3 separate regions of the Mus musculus genome follow, and regions 1 and 2 are each linked to region 3. Evidence: chromatin contacts called from public promoter capture Hi-C data. All regions are on one chromosome and are shown on one strand. Each heading gives the region's core, a stretch centred on a gene start, on an enhancer-like site or on the middle of the called end of the contact. The rest is flanking DNA. Distances are from core to core; before and after follow the strand shown.

Region 1 (3,488 bases), core at 671-3,170, 650 kb before region 3:
CTGCGCTAGCTCAGTGCTGTTGCTTCCTGGCAAGCAAGGCATTCACCTTCTCTGATTCCTTTGTAGTATCACAGGAGAGGTGTTTGCTTGGAAAGAATGGGTCTGGGAGACTGGGGCCTCCTCTTCCTTCTAATTAGGAAGGTTTTTTTTGACTCTCTGATAGTGGGAAGGATTGGGCCCTTTCCTTGAACTGTGCTCAGTGAAGAGCCTTGAACAGGAACCTGAGTCTGATTCGTACCACAGGATGCTGCAGCAGCTGACCACACACCTGGAGGGGAGGAGAGATTAAGGGTCTCAGAGGAAGCTTGCATCTTGCGTCTACTCTCTGTGGCGCTGTCTACACTCTTTTCTAGACTTGGCTTTAGTTCGCTCGGCTAAGCTTTTGATTCACTTGATAAAGGAAAACAAATAGGTCAGACTTGATTTTCTTTGACAGGAGGGTTCATTTTACGCTCTTCCTGCCTCAGCAAACTCTGCTGGGCAGTGATTCAGTCTGCTTGCCAGGTGCTGGCCTGAGCAGCACCGTCCTCCTCTTGGGCCTCTTGTGGGAGCGCTTTTTGAGAAAAACTCTTTGCAGTTCAGCAGGGTGACAGTCATGAAACAAACCTTCAGTGGCCTGGGGGCTGCAAACTCTGACACAGTTCCAACCACGGAACTGTTCACCACCCCGATGCTTGAAAATTCATGGAAGACCTCATGAATGCCGGCTGCTTTTCTCTGCCTCCAGAAACAGCATGCTCTCCTTTCTTTGCCTGAGTTGGGAGTCCCATTGCCATTCTTTGAATCCTCCTTCTCCTCCATTCACCTCTCTCAGTTCCTGAATTTTACTATGTCTCTAACTGACTTCATCTGGGATCCATCCACTTTTTCTCATTTTACCCACAACTCTGACTAACCTTTACATACATGACTCTTTCTGTGCCTGGATGGTTGGCTCCACATCAGCAGGATGCTTGGAGCAACCCATTCTGGGTTTCTTGAATGAGTGAGTTAATTGAAGCTAATTGTGAAATTAAGCTTTACATTACCTATGGACTCGATTTCCTCTGGGTTTTTGGTGTTCTATATTATTGAAGACTTGATGTCAGGTTCTATTCTCTGATTCTTTTTATTTTAAACAAATGGTGAAGTATCTACTCTAGCCCAGAGCTGTCCTCAGTGTAAAAGACAGCACAATAGAAAAGACACAATCGAATTTACTTCACAAGTCAAGTTCAGTTCAGGAAGCAAAGCCCGCCCACACAAACATATTGAGTAAAAGTGTGAGAGACAGATCACAGTGAAGTGTTTCAAAGGGGTGGCATGGCTCTTGTGCTATAGAGGCGGGGACTGTCTGTATCGCTGAAGTTAAAGCCCTGGAACTGCTTGGAGAACGTGTAGGCAGTGGTCCTCATCCTAGACTTCAAAGGATGCGGAATAAAAATAGCTAAGAAGCTGATATTTCTCCAAGTGGGAATAATCACATGACCAAAGATTTAAACTCAAAACTTGACAGAGAGGGTCATGTTGCTATCAACATATCTTAGTGGAACTGGGGAGAAGAGATGACAAATGAGGATGGATCACAGTAGAAGAGCCTTGTTCTTTTCACAGACAACAGGATATACTGGCAAGGAACCATCTTGGGAGTTGGCTTCTAATCATTTTAATTTTGTAGTTTTAAATCAAGTCATTTATTCTCTCTAGGGCTTGGCTTATTTTTTTTGCAGAGAGAAAGACAGACAGACACAGAGAGACAGAGACAGATTGAGAAGCTTTTGGTAAATATCCTACGTGTGAAGAAACAAGGACCAGTTGGGGGTCACAAAGATAGCTGGAGAACGTTGACTATTTTAGAATCTGGTAATGGCCTATATACTGCTAACACAGGCTTGAACAATCAAAGCCGGCTCTTAGATGACTAATAAGGAAACACATGAGGGAGAGCGATTGACACTGGAGCCTGTTTCTCACACAAGATGCAGCTGATTCTAAGCTGAAGCTGTACCGGCTCCTGCGGTTGCCTTGCAGTGCCTACAGCTATGAATGTGAACTTCCAGATTCATCAGTGTAGAGTTGGCACGGCTGTCGGCCGCCGAGCTGAGAGAAGATGAGCTCTCTCAGGAGAGCATGCTGAGAAGAGGAAGGTGTGATTCAAGCTGAATTCCCCAGCATTCACAACCATGGGAGCGGGAGAGTGCGGACAGTGTTGAGCAAAAGTCACAGGCCTGATGGAGACTGTGGTCACCAGCTGAATCGGGGCATAGCTTTTTAAAGCCATTAAGGAAAAAGAGTGGTGTCTGATATGGTATATAAGGTGGACATTATGCGGTCATGTGCCTTCTTAATTTTTCTTCTCTTTTATGCAGCTATCATTAACCACAAGTTGATTGTTTATGGTTTTTAAATCAGGCAGCATCTAGTTTTTGATCACCTTAATTTGTTTACATAGCATAAGGAAGAAATTAAAGGGACTGAAAGGTTTTAAAACAATCCCCAGTCACCAGGTACAAGAAAAAGTTGGTGAGGAAAGAGTTTAACATTCAACTGTTGGCTAAAATAAGATTTAGAGCCTTTTGTACAGGACTAGAAGCCACAGGGACTCCTCGCCATCCTGGTTCCTGCACCTGTTAACCCAGAGCTGTGGCCAGTTACCTAACCTCTGTGAACTTGGTTCCCCAGCTGTTCCGCAGAGGCAACACTAACTGTATCACACTGCCCTTCTTATCTGTTAAATGAGAACACACCAAAGCTCCTTGCAGAGGGCCCTTGAAGAGAGTGTTCACAGCACAGTCAGCTTTGCTATTATTATCTAATTTTACTTGTTTTATGGCACTGCCTCTGTTCCTATTGGCGTTAATAACTGAGAAGTGAGTGGGGAATTATATTTAGAAAGTATGATCATTAACGATGATATTTTCCTCGTCCTTTTGGGAGAGATGCATTTCTTCCATTCTCATCTTGTAAGATGCGAGTTTATATGAAATCCAGGCTCTTACTTGTTCTTGAATTTCCCTTGCTATGGGATCTGAGCTGAAATGCCAGGGAAGGGGCCAAGAATGGTGGGGCTGAAGCTCCACCAGTTTCTATCAGAAGGTTTTATTGAGGCTGAAAGAGGAAGTCATCTTGAAAGGAAAAGAAAAGTGACTATTTCTCCGAGCAAGAATGTGTGCGCTGACAATTTCGATTCTGCCCAGAGACGCTGGCATTTCGTCTCCGGGGGCGGTTCTTATGTTTCCAACAGTGTTGCTGCCGCCCATAGCATGTTCTCTACTCCTCACTCATCTCCTCCCACCCCCCTCCCCATATGTCTTCCTCTTTGTCTCGCCCACCCCACTCCTGCCTTCTCTCTGTCTCTCTCTTATCCTGTAGGTTATTTCCCCTCAGCAGCCGGAGTGAATCCTCTCACAGAGGAGTAGTCTCCAAATCCACCCTCCATTCCTTCAGCCATCTCTTTTCTGGAAGTTCGTGAAAAAAAAAGGGAAGTGGGAAGCAGTCTTCTCTGCTTG
Region 2 (3,645 bases), core at 112-2,611, 900 kb before region 3:
CCATTATCATCAAGGTGGGAACATGGCAGTGTCCAGGCAGGCATGGTGCAGCAGGAGCTGAGAGTTTCTACATCTTCATCTGAAGGCAGCTAAGAGAAGATTGGCTCCCACGTGGTTAGGAGGAGGGTCTAATTGCCCACCTCCACAGTGACACACTTCCTCCAACAAGACCACGCCCACTCCAACAAGGCCACACTTCCTAATAGTGCCACTTCCTGGGCCAAGCATGTTCAAACCACCACATGCCCCTTATTGTACTTTCTTTTTCTCATACTCCAATTCAGTTTCTCTATTATGGATCAAACTCTTTATAATCCTGTCTTTTTTCTCTCCCTCTATTTTGTCACCATAATATGAAAGGCAGAGAAAGGAAGTTCTGAAAATGATTTCACCTATCCACTCTGGAGTTCTTCTTCTCAGATACCACTATGTCTGGACGACTGAGTGACAGACCTTTACTTTGGCGTACCCTGTAGCTGTGTCTAGTCCGTGGACCATTAAATCTCAGAGCATCTGTGTGTCTTATTCCTTCTCTTACCTGTTAGTTGCCACTTCAACTGCTTCCCGCCAGCTGGTCACTGTAAAATCTCATCTTTCCACCCCTGGGCTGTTTCCAACATGGTGACTGGAAAGTCTTACTTGCTGCAACCCAAAATGCACGTTCTTTCCTCAGCCCTGTCATTCTTTCTGGAGTCCACATTCCCAGACAAGTTGTCCTGTCCCAGTGTCCCAGTTCCTCAAACCTGATGTTTCTGGTATCTCACACATCCACTTAACACTCTCCACTCAGCCCCAGAGGGCTCTGAGGAGTCTGTCTCCACAGTGTGTTTGCATATGATCCCTACTTTTTAATGATAAGACACTAAAGCTTTTTTGTTTTGAAAAGCAAACAGACAAACAAGCAAACAAGACTCAACCAATCAAAACCAAACCATGAGCCCTGTAGACACACTGCGTGCCCTTGTCAGATCCTGGTATTTGGAACTTTGGAAAAGCTCCTACTTAACTTCCGAGTCTTGGTTTCCTAATTTGGGAATAATAGAGAATAATAGCAGTTACAGCTGCTTCAGCATGTTGTTTGGAGAATTCAATAAGTGAACACATCTGAAGCCCTCTCAACAGTGCCTGGAACAAACGGATGCTGTTCTCAGTTCTCCATCAGTAGCTCTTAGCTGGAGTCCATTTGACAATATTTGGAGAAATATTTTTGGTTGTCACAACTGGGAGAGGGGGAGAGAATTGTCATCTAGTGGGTAGAAGCTAAAGATATATTCCCCTCTGCCCAGGGCAGTATCCTGCAGCAAAGAGCTAAGCAGCCCCAAAGGGCTACATTCCAGCTGAGCAAGCCAACCATCCCTTCTGCTCTCCATGCGCATTGTTTTCTCAAAGCATCATCTAGTCCCACTTCCCATTGCTTGGCCCTCCGTTCTTTAGACGGCTCATTTTCTCACATGGTTTCAGTTACATTGATTTTGATGGTTCTGAAATCTGCATTTCCAGCATGTGATTATGTCTCCAGTGGTTTATAGAAAAATCTCCCCTGGCATGTTATCCTTGTATTGAAAACAGTAAAGGAGAGAAAACCCCCAGCTTTCTCCTCCCTTCCCTGTCTCAATGGCCACGAGACCCCCCCCCCCCCCAGCTTCCGTTGTTTTCAACAGGCACACTGACCTGGCACCCATTCCCTCTGGCTCCCTCTCCAGCAGCCCCTACTTCCAGTCCACACCAGTCTTTGCCAGTTCTTTCTTAGAAAGGCCTCCTCTGATTCTCATTTCCATTTCTATGGTTCCCTGCTTAGTACAGGGCCCTCACTGGCTTCCCTGTAGGCCTCTCTCCATCCTCCACACAGCTGCCGGAATTGTCTCCCTTAAACACTGTTTTCCTCTGCTCAAGAATCCGTAGTGGCTCTACATTACTCATTATTAGGAAAGGGAAATTCCCCACAGAGCCCTTACTGCCTGACCACGCTCGCACCTGGGCTTCACCCCAGCAGCTACCTGCCTCTTACCCCACCAGCCATCGTTTCCCAGCATGCATCTGTCTGAACTTGTCCTTCCCTGCCTTTTCACTTTGAAGTGCTATCATTTCTTCCTCCCCCTTGTTTGTCAGACCACACCATTACAACTTTCAGAACAGGGCTCCGTGTTCAACTCCCCTGGGAAAACATCTCAAATAACAAACCAGACTCTTCTTATTCTCCAGGATCACATCTGGATTCCAGTATTTGTTAGACTCCATTTATCCTGCTTTACTCTTCCAGATGTATCGGAAGAATAATCTCCAAGACTATTATTTGCTTATTCGTAGCGCAGGACATTAGATGCAGAGCATCACATATGCTAGCCAAGCACTCTGCCCTTAACCTGCATCCCCAGCTCCCTAAGGAGTTTCTTAAAAACGTCTCCAAGAGCTTACATTTTATTTCCTCTCCATCTTTTTTTTCCACTATTCCACCTCTCCCTCTCTTTTAAAGAAAATCACAAATAAAGTGTTCTGAATAGAGTAGAACTACAATGAACGATGTCCATGTAGTTGCTTCCTTTCCTTCTCAAAGCTAAGGAAGGACGCATGGCGTACTTCATGAGTCTTTGTAGTGGTGTTGGTGGTGGGAGAAAAAACAGAAGGAGGGAACCGATCTAATGCCTAGCCCTTGCTTAGGACGTTGCAACAAACAGCCACGTGAACCAAGCTGCTTGATTTATGGGATAGATGTTCTGATTCCATTAGGAAACGGAGGGAGAGGAGATCAGGTGACTTGCTTATGGGCGCCTGGATTGTGCTGATGTTTGGACTCATCCCTTGTAAACTTAGGGATCCTGCTTCCCTTACTGTCTCTGGCTGCCTCTTCCTACTTTGTTAGGTAAGGCTTTAGGGCTCACCTGTCTAGATCAATGCCAGTGTTTAAGAAGAAAGTGCCATTATTAGACCATTATTAGTGAAGATGGCCTGAAATTAATCCTAATTAGTGCTCGCTTCTCTTTATCGAAAGCACTCTATTTTAGTCTTAATTTAAGGTGCAACTGGAACTTGTTGAAATAATCTGGAAACCAGCGCTGTCCAAGAGAGTTTCTACCATGTTGGAAATATCCAATTTTCTTTGCTGTCCAACGTAATAGTCACTGGGCCATGGGGCAATAGCAAGGCTGGAGGATGCACGTTAACTTAAACTTGAACAGCCATATGTGGCAGGTAGCTTCCAGGGCAGACACAGCCATTCTAGACTACAGTGATTGTGTGAAGAAATTGATTTGTAGTCAGAAAGTAGCCTCTCTGGGTTTCTGCATTGCCCTTCCTGCTCAGGGACTAGGATGTATCAGAGGATAGAGCAGAACTTTGTCAGAGTATTTGTGGTACCATCATTTTGAACATCGCCATGAGGAGAGAGGAGAGAGTTATCAATGTTGCAAAGGATCGTCCTGCTTCTCTCTTCTCCTTTCCTCCTCTCCACAGCTCTCTTCTCCCCTTCCCTACCTCCCAGTTCCTCCATCCCTCCCCCCTCTCTCTATCCTCCCCTCCCCTCCCCTCCCCTCCCTTCTCCACTCCTCTCCTTTCTCCTTCCTTTTGTCCTTTCTTCTCCCCTTTCTTTGTCCATCCCTTTCCCTTTTATTTCCTGTCTTTTCCCCTTCCTCCTCCTTCCCTCCCTCC
Region 3 (3,600 bases), core at 914-3,413:
GCAGCCATGGAGTGGAGTCAACCAGAGCCTAGAGTGCTGCAGAGCCAGAGAAGTGACCCAAGACCTTTTGAGAAGAACAGAAGATTATGTGCAGGTCTCAGACATTGGAACAGGAAGTTGTAATGTTGAAGTTGCCTTAGAGACCCCAATATGCAGAGCTGCAAGGTCTGTGGGATACCTGCCAAGGAAAGCTGCTAACAGGGAGTAGAAGCAGCCCAGGGGAAAAAAGTTTGTTGTGATCAACAAAGATGAAAAGAGTTGGACATTGGAAGACCACTTTGATATCAGACATGGTGATACAGAGTCTGAAGTTTGCCAAGCTGGTGTTTGGGCTTGTTTCATCCAGTATTTCCTCACTGTGATGTTTTGAAATGGTAGTGTATATCCTGTGATGTTGGACTTTGGATGTTTAACATTGTTGAAACTGTTATAAACTATGGGACTTTGAAGTCGGACTAAAGTATTTTGCATTATGCTATGGTATGTATTATATTATGGTATGGCCCCCCATAGAAGAATGTGTTTGAACAAACCTATAAGGGCCAGGGAATGGAATGTGGTGGTTTGAATACGCTTGACCCAGAAGTGACACTATTAGGAGGCCTTGTTGGAGTTGGTGTGACCTTGTTGGAGGGAGTGTGTCACTGTGGAGGTAGGCTTTGAGACCCTCCTCTGAGCCATGTGGGAACTAGTCTTCTCCTGTTTGCCTTTGAAACTCTCAGCTCCTCCAGCACCATGCCTGCCTAGACTCTGCCATGCTTCCCACAATGGACTGAACCTCTGAAACTGTAAGCCAGCCCCAATTAAATGTTATCCTTTATAAGAGTTGCCTTGGTCACGCTGTCTCTTCTCAGCAATGGAAACTAACTAACTAGGACAGAAGCGAAGAGGCAGGAAAGGAAGGAGATGGAAGGGAGAAGATGGAAGGAGAATAGGAAAGGGAGGGAAAAGAAAGAAGAAAAATCTGATTGTATTAGCTGACCAGGCATGCTATAGAAGCTCAGAGGTAAGGGAGCATTCTCAGGGCTGGAATAAGGGATTTGAGGCTAGAATCTGAGGTCCTGAAGGTCAGGATCTGGGTGCCTTGATAAGGAAGAGCAAGGGTCTTAGAGAGGGATGGAGGGTTCCATGTCACACAGGACAGGTCTTCATCCAGACCCTTTCAATCCTGGACTTCACACCTGAGGCTGAGTTGTACCTCGGCGTCAACTGAATTATGTCTACTAAAACTCTGAGAGTGAACTTGGCATGGTGGCTCACATCTGTAGTCTTGGTGCTCAGAGACTGAGGCTGGAGGATTGCCATGAGTTGAAGGCCAACCTTGTTATATAGTGAGTTCCAGACCAGCTTTAGCTGGAGTAAGAGCCTGTTGCAAAGCAAAACTGAAAATTCAACACGTGGTGGACACTGCTGTCATCCCAGCACTTGGGAGATAGGAGGAGAAGGAGGATCGAGAGTTCAAGGCCAGACTCAGCTACACATGAAGTGTAATGCCTTGTTTCAAATAAAAATAAACGTGATACTGAATGCCTCCTTAGATTTCCAGACACTGGTCCTTTAAGATGGCAACTCTTTTGCACCATTACCTCTTCAAGAATGGTCTAGAGTTAAAAAGGCCAACACAGTAGCTGCTTACTACATGAGGCTTTTGAGCCCTTCAGATGTAGATGGTGCAACTTAGCTGTTATATTTCATTTTAATGCAATGTTGAGAACAGTGTGGTTCCAGTGGTTGCTGGAGGGTGGGGGAGGAGGGGGATGTCGGCTTTCACCCAGCCCTGGGTAAGAGTTCATTGTTATTGCTGTGTGTGTTCATCTCACTGTTTTGAATGGAGGTGTTAGAACACTGTTAAGCCTTATGTGGCTCACAACTGTAATTCTCTCTGACAGCAGTGGGCAAGCCTCACAAGCCAATGTGATCTGGTTGGCACCACATGCAAGCCATCCCTAACCTTCAGATTTGTGTTTGAATGAACTCCCCAGATCTTTTTATACTCATTAAGCACCGATTGAAAGACCTCAGGAGACTGAGAGGTACTGAGCGTGTGCCCTTCTCTCAACCTGGTCTTTCTAGGGTTGGGAGAGGAGTGGGCGGGGCATCCGGGGGAGAGAGCCCTGCCTGCTACTGTGACATCACAGAATGAAGTCATAGTAACCCATCCCTACCCAAGCTGGCGGCGTGCCTGAGGGGCATTCATCCTCTCCCAACTGCCCACATACCACCTTACCCCCTCTGCTGGCAAGAGGGGACCTGGTGCACCCTCTCCCTCAACACCTGAGCCACGCAACTAAGACCTGTCAGAGCAGAAGCTGAGACACATTTTCAACTCCTGTCAGCTGACTCAAAATGTTTGTCTCACCCAGGAGGTAGGTACACAGCTTTTGGAAATGTTGTTAAAAAAAACTAATTATATTTATTTCACTATTTGAGCCCCATCTCTAGTGGCATGAACACACACACACACACACACACACACACACACACACACACACACACGGAGAGGGGAGTAATGTATAGTTATTGAGCAGTGAGCAAGTATGTTCAGAAGGCCCAGCTAGCCTAAGAAAGCGGCATTGGTGAGACTGGGACAGAGCTCAAAGCTCTGAAGAGCCAGCAGTGTGGGCTCAGGCAGCTCCCCCAAGTTCAGAAAGAAGCCCCCAAAGTACACACATCAACCATCAACTGGTGGAGCCCTTACAGATATGAACATGATAGCAAAAGCCAGTCAGTGCCTGAAATGTTAGTATCTTTCAGGATTAGTTCTCTAGAGAGGGGGCAGGGTTATGGGGAAGCCTGGTGTTAACATGAAGCCACAGATATAAAGCACAGGACACTTGAACCCTTGCCTCATTGTGGAGGCCGTTCCATGACCCGAAATCTGTGGCTTTTGTTAAAAAGTGTCTCCCTGCCCTTTGCTGTGTGGGCACGTTCCTTCAAAAGCAGTGGGCCTTTTAGGGTTGCGGGTCTAAACGCGGACTCTACCATGTCTACATCTGTGATCTGGTGCAAATCAAAGATCGAATCCAAGCAGCACAATGGAGATGGTGCTCTATACCTGGTGGGGTGCGAGGGCCTCGGGAGCAGTTAGCTAGCGAAGGGTCTAACCACTGGCCTGGTAGTTTGGGATGCTTTTTCCTTAGATTCCGCTTTCCTTCCACCTCTTTAGATCTTCAGAACAAAACTGTAGAGGACTCCCCACCTCTCCCGCCAGCCCTTGGGGAAGCAGGTAGGTAACCAGTAGTCCTCAGATGTGTTAAGGGGTTCATGTGCTCACCTCTCGTGTCTACAAAACGAGGCAGGCCTACCTTACCCCTCCATCAGAAAGGACCTAGGGAACCACGTTTTGGAGGGAATAGGGAAACGCTTGATTTGGGATTTGACAGCAACCAGGACACTTGTCCCGTCTGGTGTTAGGAATTTAACCCAGGATCCATTCTCTTCTCTGGGCTGGTCCTCGCCTGCCCTGATGGATAGGCCAACCGGATGCAGGACCCACCCAAGGAAGAGAAAGAGGAAGAAACCTAGTGGTTCCTTGCCACACCTAGAAGTCCCAAGGACTCGCTGCACAAGGGCGGGGCCCTGCGAAACAATTCAAAACAC

What was found. Promoter capture Hi-C pulls out the DNA fragments that hold promoters and counts their contacts.
Region 1: a contact with region 3 is called in a promoter capture Hi-C map of hippocampal neurons, with 6 times the contacts expected there. The contact joins the enhancer-like site here to the promoter of Gsg1 in region 3. A contact is called at or near these places in 7 of 39 promoter capture datasets (cranial neural crest, embryonic stem cells, hippocampal neurons and 3 more), 6 of 484 Hi-C or Micro-C datasets (cortical neurons, embryonic fibroblasts, embryonic stem cells and 2 more), 1 of 115 datasets of contacts at active chromatin or transcription factors (astrocytes) and 1 of 9 other capture datasets (embryonic stem cells).
Region 2: a promoter capture Hi-C map of embryonic stem cells shows a contact between it and region 3, with 4 times the contacts expected there. The contact joins the enhancer-like site here to the promoter of Gsg1 in region 3. A contact is called at or near these places in 10 of 39 promoter capture datasets (cranial neural crest, embryonic stem cells, frontonasal cranial neural crest and 5 more), 4 of 484 Hi-C or Micro-C datasets (cortical neurons, nephron progenitors and ventral hippocampal neurons), 2 of 115 datasets of contacts at active chromatin or transcription factors (embryonic forebrain and forebrain) and 1 of 9 other capture datasets (embryonic stem cells).

Annotation. Positions count from the first base shown.
Region 1 is chr6:135,899,158-135,902,645 of GRCm38.p6, reverse strand. All of the region lies in intron 5 of Grin2b (glutamate receptor, ionotropic, NMDA2B (epsilon 2)), which reads left to right. Among named protein-coding and RNA genes, the nearest start is that of Gm14330, 49 kb to the right of the region's middle. Within about 2 kb of position 1,920, at least 22 of the 459 cell types and tissues checked have an H3K27ac peak or open chromatin away from gene starts, as enhancers often do. A contact at or near this core is called in cortical neurons and hippocampal neurons, where this site is marked.
Region 2 is chr6:136,148,392-136,152,036 of GRCm38.p6, reverse strand. All of the region lies in intron 3 of Grin2b (glutamate receptor, ionotropic, NMDA2B (epsilon 2)), which reads left to right. Among named protein-coding and RNA genes, the nearest start is that of Gm26653, 23 kb to the left of the region's middle. Within about 2 kb of position 1,361, at least 28 of the 459 cell types and tissues checked have an H3K27ac peak or open chromatin away from gene starts, as enhancers often do. A contact at or near this core is called in cortical neurons, embryonic stem cells and hippocampal neurons, where this site is marked.
Region 3 is chr6:135,252,899-135,256,498 of GRCm38.p6, reverse strand. It overlaps Gsg1 (germ cell associated 1), which reads left to right and starts at 2,163. Exons shown (of 7, transcript NM_010352.2): 1 at 2,163-2,366; 2 at 3,167-3,226.